Linked DNA regions of Mus musculus: region 2 is linked to region 1. Evidence: chromatin contacts called from public promoter capture Hi-C data. All regions are on one chromosome and are shown on one strand. Each heading gives the region's core, a stretch centred on a gene start, on an enhancer-like site or on the middle of the called end of the contact. The rest is flanking DNA. Distances are from core to core; before and after follow the strand shown.

Evidence for each region. Capture Hi-C pulls out chosen DNA fragments and counts their contacts.
Region 2: a contact with region 1 is called in a promoter capture Hi-C map of adipose tissue. The contact joins the promoter of Cops3 here to the promoter of Pld6 in region 1. A contact is called at or near these places in 3 of 39 promoter capture datasets (Sertoli cells and liver), 7 of 484 Hi-C or Micro-C datasets (cardiomyocytes, embryonic stem cells, liver and 1 more), 4 of 115 datasets of contacts at active chromatin or transcription factors (CD8 T cells, embryonic fibroblasts and embryonic stem cells) and 3 of 9 other capture datasets (adipose tissue, liver and pancreatic islet).

The regions. Positions count from the first base shown.
Region 1 is chr11:59,785,235-59,789,643 of GRCm38.p6, reverse strand. It overlaps Pld6 (phospholipase D family, member 6), which reads left to right and starts at 1,987. Exons shown (of 2, transcript NM_001290283.1): 1 at 1,987-2,426. The coding sequence starts at 2,009.
Region 2 is chr11:59,837,256-59,841,458 of GRCm38.p6, reverse strand. Cops3 (COP9 signalosome subunit 3) reads left to right here and starts at 1,692. Exons shown (of 12, transcript NM_011991.1): 1 at 1,692-1,789. The coding sequence starts at 1,735.

The DNA of each region.
Region 1 (4,409 bases), core at 738-3,237:
TAGACTATGGGCACCTTTGAAGTTGAACTATATGTATTTTGCATTATGCTATGTTTAAGTATGGCCCCCATATGTTTGAACAAGCCTATTGGGGCCAGATTGTGGAATGTGATGGTTTGCATATGCTTGGCCCAAGGAGTGGCACTATTAGAAGCTATGGCCCTGTTGGAGTGAGTGTGGCCTCTTGGAGTAGGTGTGTCACTGTAGGTGTGGGCTTTAATACCCTCCTCCTAGCTGCCTGGAAGCAAGTATTCTGCTAGCAGCCTTCAGATGATGAACTCTCAGCTCCTCTTGCACCATGCCTGCCTGGATGCCGCTATGTTTCTGCCTGGATGATAATGGACTGAACCTCTGAACCTGTAAGCCAACCCCAATTAAATGTTGTCCTTATGAGAGTTGCCTTGGTCATCGTGTCTGTTCACAGCGATAAAACACTAAGACAGATATACTATCAATCAATCCGGTTCCATCGAGGAGATGCAACTGTGTGTACTGTGTGTCGTGTGTACCAGTGGGGCTGAGGGAGGCATCATAGGGTGCACCTGCAGGCTCAGATGGATTCAGACACTGGACAATAGAATCTAGCATGGCTTGCATTATGTATGTGCTTCACTGTTAACAGGGCTGAGCACGATGACTCAGCTTAGTCTTATAATGCCAGTTCTTGAGGGCTAAGGCTAGAAGATTGCTGTAAGTCTGAGACCATCTAAACCAGGCTATGCTACAGAATAAGACCGGTTTGTCTAATGGTGCCCAACGTCAGGAAATAGGTCAGTCTCTGCAGATGAGGAAAGTATCGGGAGCATGGGTATGAGAGGGTCTCCTTAAAACAGGAAGGGGTGTGTGTGTGTGCCCCATCGAGCTCAGCATAGGAAGCCATGCTGGCCTGGGTGGTCCTGGAGGGATGAAGAAAGTGATGTCTGTCTGTATCTTCTAAGTTTTGGGTCAGAGGTCTTCCTGTCTTCCAGCATGTGACATTCTCCTATGTTCAGTCACTGTCCTATGTTCAGTCAAAGCTTCTGATTGTCTGCTGTTTCAGCTGTAGGAACGCAACCCGAGGCAGCTCTGAATTCATCTCACAGTGAGCAAAACTTGCTGCATCATTAGGGACAAAAGACATGGTGCTGAGTGTGGACCACTGTGGACCTAAGTTCATGAGTGTGTTTCCCCTGTCTAGGGCACACTATCTAACACTGGGTGTCCTGAGCCTCTGGTTCATATAGTCTTTCCATCACTTCTTCCATTATACTTAGCCTTAGGTGTCTGGGTTACAATGCAGGTGTATCAGTTGGGGATGAGCAAAAGTACCTGCTGCCAAACCTCGTAAGCGGGGAATCTATCCCCACAGTTGCGAATTCTCAGCATTCTGATCAGTTGTGGAACTCTGATTGTCTTCATCTGTTGAAAAGGAAGTTCTTTGATGAGGGGTGAGAGCTGCACTTATCTGTGGATATAAGTTTTTAGAAAACAGAAATGATTTTGGCCTAGGAAACTGGCAGCAAATAAGTTCTTCTCCCGCAGGCCTCTGGCCTATCCATTGGCTATATTTATAGTACCGTTCATAACTCCTTCCTGTAGACCGTACAAATCCACAAACAACATGGTAATTGAAGAAAATCCCAAAGCAAATCCCATTAAAATCAGGAGACGGCATCCCACTATCCCCATTTCTTTTCAATGCGATGCAGAAACTCTAGAGCAGTCAGGTAAGGGAAGGAAATTCATGGGAAACACATAGGAAAAGAAGTCAAATGAAGGTACTCGCCTTCAATCCCAGCACTCTGCAGAAGCAGGCAGATCTCTGAGTTCAAGGCCAGCCTGGTCCACCAATGAGCGCGCTTCCCCAAGGGCTCTTTGCTAGCTTGGGAAAGCTGTGCAACCGCTAGTTTAGCTCCTGGCTGGGGGCGGGCCCCGCAAGGGGGCGTGGCACACCCGGAGTTGGGGGCGGGCTGGCACGTGTTGGGCGCGCAAGCGCTTGGTGCTACGGCTGACCTTAGAGGTGGCGGCCATGGGGCGCTCGAGTTGGCGGTTGGTGTTCGCGGCTGGTGCGGGTCTCGCGCTGGCCCTAGAGGCACTGCCGTGGCTGATGCGTTGGCTGCTGGCTGGGCGGCGGCCAAGGCGCGAGGTGCTCTTCTTCCCCTCACAGGTGACCTGCACCGAGGCTTTACTGCAGGCCCCAGGGTTGCCTCCCGGGCCCTCGGGCTGCCCGTGTAGCCTCCCCCACAGCGAGAGTTCACTGAGCCGCCTGCTGCGCGCGCTGTTGGCCGCCCGCTCCAGCTTGGAGCTCTGCCTCTTCGCCTTCTCCAGCCCGCAGCTGGGGCGTGCAGTGCAGCTGCTGCATCAGCGTGGGGTGCGCGTGCGGGTCATCACTGACTGCGACTACATGGCCCTCAACGGCTCTCAGATCGGCCTGCTGCGCAAGGCAGGTAAACCGCCGCCGAGGGTGCACACCGGCAGAGGGGTAGAGGACTTACTTGATGCCCCTACCGACTTTGTCCAGAGCAGGTAGCATTTCAGGGAGAAAGGTGGAGGCAGGCAGGCAGAGATGAGCGGGCCAAGGAGCCAAGGTTCATAGTCTGTTATATTCCGTGTCTGGGCTCCCCATGAGTAAGGTATGTGGCAATTCCCACCAGTTTCCACGCTCTGACCTTGACCTTAGAGGCGTGTGTGTTTAGACTTAATTTCTGTGATTGTTCTAGGCTGAGATGGCTGACATAAGTGAAGGCATGGAGGATAAAACTTAAGTCAGTTTAAACTCAGCCAACACTGAGAAACCCTTAGCGGCTGTGTGACCACAGCGGGAGTAGGAGTGACAGTGTTGATTAGTGAGTTTCCCACTAGACTCTGTGATCATTGGAAAGTGGACCCTACAGTGTGGCGAATACTTGCTTCTCAGCGATCACCTCTGGGCCCATAGGTATGTCTGGCCCGCCTACAGCTCAGCAGCAGGTGTGACAATATCCTCCCTTAGGCCTGTGGCCCTTGTTTGTTTTCCTTCAAGTGGTTGGCACTGGAGGAACACAAACTTTGACTGCTAGATCCCTTCATTACGCAGGAGTCAGTGCCCCCATGTCCCTCCCACACACCTGCCTAGCCTAATCGTTGTGCCCACAGTGGCTGACAGGCTAGGGGAGCCCTTGGGAGATGTCCAGGCTTTGTAGGGCTCTCGAGGCTTTTTATTTCCTCCACACGGCCTGTCTTCCCACATCCTGGGGATGGTGTAGCCTTGGAAACCAGGTCTGCTTCCAGATCCCTCATAGGGAAGGAAGAACACCGCAGCACTGACCTGTTGTGTATCACTCACGTGGGCAGCACAGAAGCACTCTGTCAGTCTGATAGCTGCCCCTGTCCCCTTGCTGGCAGTCACAAAGTGACCTTCAGCCAGGTCATCATTTTGGGTGGTGGACAGTAGGTATCAGACATGGTTGATGTCACTGTATTTAGAGTTTGGAGAGTCATAAAATCTCAGATTCAGCGTGGTGGCACTGCCGGGCGTGGTAGCGCATGCCTTTAATCCCAGCACTCGGGAGGCAGAGGCAGGCGGATTTCTGAGTTCGAGGCCAGCCTGGTCTACAAAGTGAGGTCCAGGACAGCCAGGGCTATACAATGAAACCCTGTCTCGAAAAACCAAAAAACAAACCCTCGGATTTGGAAAGAACCAATATGTCATCACAGATAGAACTTCCAACTGATGTTCTGGCCACAGCTGGCTGAGTTCCAGATTGTTCCATCAAGTGCACAATGTGCCAGTATTTGGTACCACCAGGTGTTTGTGGGGAAACACATAGATCAGAAGGCTCTGGAGAGGCATCAAGAAGGTCCAGCTAGCATGAAGTGCCCAAGTCAGGAACCAGCTGCTGAGGTCTAACTAAAGCAAGAGGTCCTCTGAGCTAAGGTGAACGGCAGTGTGGTGGGTGCTGCCGGGTTTGCTGTGGAGTAGGACAGAGGCTGGAGGAACGGAAAGGCAGGACATCACTTACCTAGAGTGTGCAGGACCTGGGTTTCACCCCAGCGACCCTGCCAAACTTACCCTCAAAAGGAAGAAACCGAAACCAGAACTCTAGTGAGGACAGCAGTTTGGATGTGGCACAGTCCTTTCAGTTAGGGAGGTAGGTACCCTGGGAGGCTGTGATTCAAGTTAGCCAGCCAAAGCCAGTGTGCACTCCTTCCCTGTCTAGGCTTTTGTCCTTCAGCTTACCCGTTCCAGGTAGAGACAGGAAAGGCAAGGATATGTCAAACACCTGACTTCTTCCCCTGCAGGACTGTGAGGTAGTATTTAGACTTTAGGCTTACTGGGGCTGGTATGGGTTCCCCAAAGGTGATTGGATGTTTCTCTCTGTAATCTCAGTACCACCCTGGGACAGTCCCTGGGCATCCTTGTCTGGGTGGGTGACATAAAGGCTACCTTG
Region 2 (4,203 bases), core at 443-2,942, 52 kb before region 1:
TAAAGTCCCTTTGACCATAGTAATGCCCGGTCAACTTATAGAGAACCATATGTGGGTCTATATTGGGAACAAGATAGAGGTTTACTGGTGAGTACGTGTGCAAAGAGTTCTTGTTATGACTAGATATGCCACTAGTACTGGTGTTTCTGCCCCCTTTGGAGCTGTGGTTCATTGACCACTTGGAAGGATGAAGATAAAGCAGTATTCCTCCAGAGGGTAGTGCCATCTCCAACTGTAAACCAGGAACCTATAATCTGGTTAAATATCCTTGTTGGTGACCGTTTCCTGTCACCAACCCACCAATTCCTCAGCTCCAAAACCTACGAATCCCTGAGCACAAACTCTCACCAGTCTTTGAGTTTGGCTTGAAATCTCACTAATCCTCACCGTGGAAATCTTTACCCTGGAAAACTCCTTCCCCATGAAACTCTGTATAAGCCTGTCTCCTCACCAATTCCCTGCTGCTTCTCCCAGGAGAGGCAGCACCCTCTGTTATCTCTCCCAATCTCTTGAGTGACGTTTGATGTGCCATGTGACTTTGTGGCATTCCTTGGCTCCAGACTGCCAGGATAACTTTCCCTTCAGCTGTCACACTTACACACAAGCAACCTCTCCCCTCAGAGCTGTAATACTTCCATTGGAGAAGTCTTTCCGGAGCTGTAACACATTCATTGGCATTGCCCCCTCGGAACTGCAACACTTGTATTAGGGAAAACTTGCCCCTTAGAGCGGTAACACTAACACCCTGGATCCCGGTTGCTTTCAAGAGTCTCCCTCTAAAGCCTCATTGCCTGAGGCCTTTCATTCATCTTATGAAGTGATACAAAGTAACCTTTTTCTCATCTTTGCTACAGCACTAGAAATCCTAGGAAAGAAATTAGTTCCGAGCCAAGCAGGAACCTAAAGTGTGCTGTGCTATCTATCAGAACCCCTTAGCCTTAGATTACCGAGCTTGCTTCAGAGGGAAAGTTTAACCTGAGTTTAACTGTTACAGATAGATGATGGTCATATAAGAAACCAAAGATGGAATGAGAAAAATCACTGCTTCAGTCTAGACCTGGGGAGCCTGGAAATCCGAGGAATTGCTTGGTGTTTAATTTTCAGCTTTAGAATTCAAAACCTTCCTAATGTTACACTTTGACTTGGGAAACTGTCCAGCACTAAGCTGTTAGTTCTCAGGCATTGTGTATGTTCAGAAATGAGCACAACCTCAGATACAGAAGGGTTTCTGGTCGTTAGATAAAAGCCACCATTCCTAGGAACTTATAAAACGAGTTCCCCATCCTTCAAAAGGAGTCATTTTCCCTTGCCTTTGGAAGAAAGTATGGCTCTCTAGTGACATGTTCCGGAAGTGGCAATGGAGCCGTGTCGGAAGTATGTGGCTAGGTTTAAAATAATGTTCAGTCATTCTAAGCAAAACTGGGCCCAGAAATTTTGTGCTTAAGTGTTATTCTTTCCTTTCTTCGTTATTTCCATTTAACATGAGACGAGATTTCCCAAGTGCACTACAATGAAAGGCGAGGGAGGGGACCTGACTTCCGGCGACTAGCGGAACTGTTTCCATGGAGACAGGAGGGGGTGCCTCAGCCAGGTAAGATCTCGCGGCGCTTGGCCGGCGGAAGTGACACAACCTGCCTCCAGGCTTTAGTGGGTCGCCGGGCCCCTCCTCCTAGAGCAGTCGCTTTTTCCCGCGCGAGCTTACCTCTGTTGCTCGGGCCACCAGCGGGGGGAAACATGGCGTCTGCTCTGGAGCAGTTCGTGAACAGTGTCCGACAGCTCTCAGCTCAAGGTGAGGCCTGGGCCGCAGAGCTGGCCCGGTATGCCCTGGCACCGGTGCGGATTTGGGACCGCCCTTCGCTCTCTAGCCTCTCCCCCTGGACCTGCTCAAGCCTTGGTGCTTAGGGTAGGAGCGCACGGCCGAGGGGAGCAGTCCTCGTGCTGTCGTGCGCCGTCGTCCTTGCCGTCGCCTTCCCCTGCCTCGGGCCCCGGAGACTTTCCTTCCCCTCCCCCTCCAGCACCCCCCCTCCGGGCCCCAGCCACGGGGCGCCGCTTGACAGTTTGGGGGCGTGACTTCCGGTAGGGGCATTCCGGAGCACCCATTGGTCCCTTGGCCATCACTGCTTTTTGGTGATTGGTCTAGCGTCCTGTCCGTCCTGCCGGTCTGCCCCCCCGCCCCCACCAGGCCCTTCTAGCGGCTGGAGGGGAGTCTTTTCTAGGCTCCTTGGCTAGAAGGCGTGAGTCTTGGCTGGCCAGCGGCGCACGCTCGGAATCCTCCGCCCCTATTTTGGTCGAACCGAGCTCCAAGGGAGCTTTCAGTAGTCGGACTACATCTCTAGGGCGTACAGTTGTTACTTTATTTCCCCCCCTTAATTTGCATACCGTCTGGTCCATTCATCTCGTCACTTGAACACACCCATAATCTTGAGCCAGAAGAATGTGACCTCTCTTTAATAGAGTTAAGGGAATGGAGTGGAGAAAGCATGTTAGAAATGCTTTTGACATGTGGAAATTCCGTGAGGTTAGGCTCGTTTCTTCATCTGTAGAAAAAGAGAGGTATGAGGTGTGTCCGGGTAGTTGTCCACCTAACTCTTGTAAGGTTTAAATGATGACACCATGCAAAATAAATGGTAATTCTCGTTTTCCTTGTCAGTGATAGACTTAAGCTCACAGGCCAGATAGACACCTGTGAGTGATTTTTTTTTTTCTTTAAATAAGTCATTCATCCATACGATACAGGTAGGACTAGTTAAGTAAGGAGTGAGCATAGGCGTGCACTCCTTTAGTCCCCTAACTCTGGAGGCTGAGTTAGGTGGATCTCTTGAGTTCAAGGCCAGCCAGCATTACACAATGAGAACCTTGTCTCTAAATAAGTTAATTAAGTGGAGCTGGAGAACAGCTCTCAGCATGTACTACTCTTTCAGAGGACCAGAGTTCAGTTCCTGGCATTGTTAGTGGACACCCAACCCCTTGTAACACCAGCTTCAAGGGACCCAAAACCTAACATCCTCTTCTGTCTCTTCACGCACCTTCACTTACATGCACATAACCACATACAGACACAGAAAATTAAAATTAGACAATTACAGCACAGCCGTACAAATGGATTCCTATGCAGCTGTGGGAAGAAAAGTGCATATACTTTTTGCAAACTGAAAAGGAATCTGAGGTCATCATTAAATAGCAGAAAGATGCTTAATAGTGTACACAACACAGTGCCATCTATGTGAATAAATAGACTGCATGGCGCATGGGTGAGTATTCCTATTCATGTGGACTGTCTTTAGATCCTTAAGGTGTTCACTGGTAACACTGGGTTGCTTCTGAGAAAAGAATGAGGCTAGCTGGAGTATAGACTCTGGATGGGAGAGGGTTCTCTTTAGTTTTGTAGATTGTCTGTAAACATGCACTTGGTTTTTGTTTGCTTTGGAGGTAGGGTCTCACTGTGTAATCCTGCTGGCCTGGAATTTACAGAGACCCACCTGTCTTTTCTCCTAGCCACACTATAATGCCATTAAGTGGAACTTTTTTTTTTTTTTTTTTTTTTTTTAAAGATTTATTTATTTATTATATGTAAGTACACTGTAGCTGTCTTCAGACACTCCAGAAGAGGGCGTCAGATCTTGTTAGGGATGGTTGTGAGCCACCATGTGGTTGCTGGGAATTGAACTCAGGACCTTCAGAAGAACAGTCGGGTGCTCTTACCCGCTGAGCCATCTCACCAGCCCCTTTTTTTTTTTTTTTTTAGCAGTTTGGAGGCTAGTCAGTCCAAGGAGCTGTTGCTTAGCTGCTCAGTAGACCCTTACACGTGGATTCACTTTGAGTTACCTGGTCACCACAGTCTCTTGTAGTACATTGAGGGCACAGAGTAGGTGGATAGTGAGTCGTGGGGAATGAAATTATGGCGAGGGCAGAGAGAAGAGCCCAAGTTGATGAATGACCGGGAGGTGAGTCAGTAGAAACCAGTTATTAAGTTGGCTCTGGACACTGAGCTGGGGTGTTTGGATTTATTAAAGCCTAGAGTGTAATTTGATTGAGTTTGCATAATAAGAAGTAGAATTTGGAATAAACATATATACCATTTAGAAGATATGCCAAGTAGTCCATACAAGAAGTGATAATGTTCGGAATTAAGACGTGAAAGGGAGAGGAGTGGAGCTGAGGAACTTATGGCATAATGTAAGTCCTGTTTGGTTCTGAGAAAGA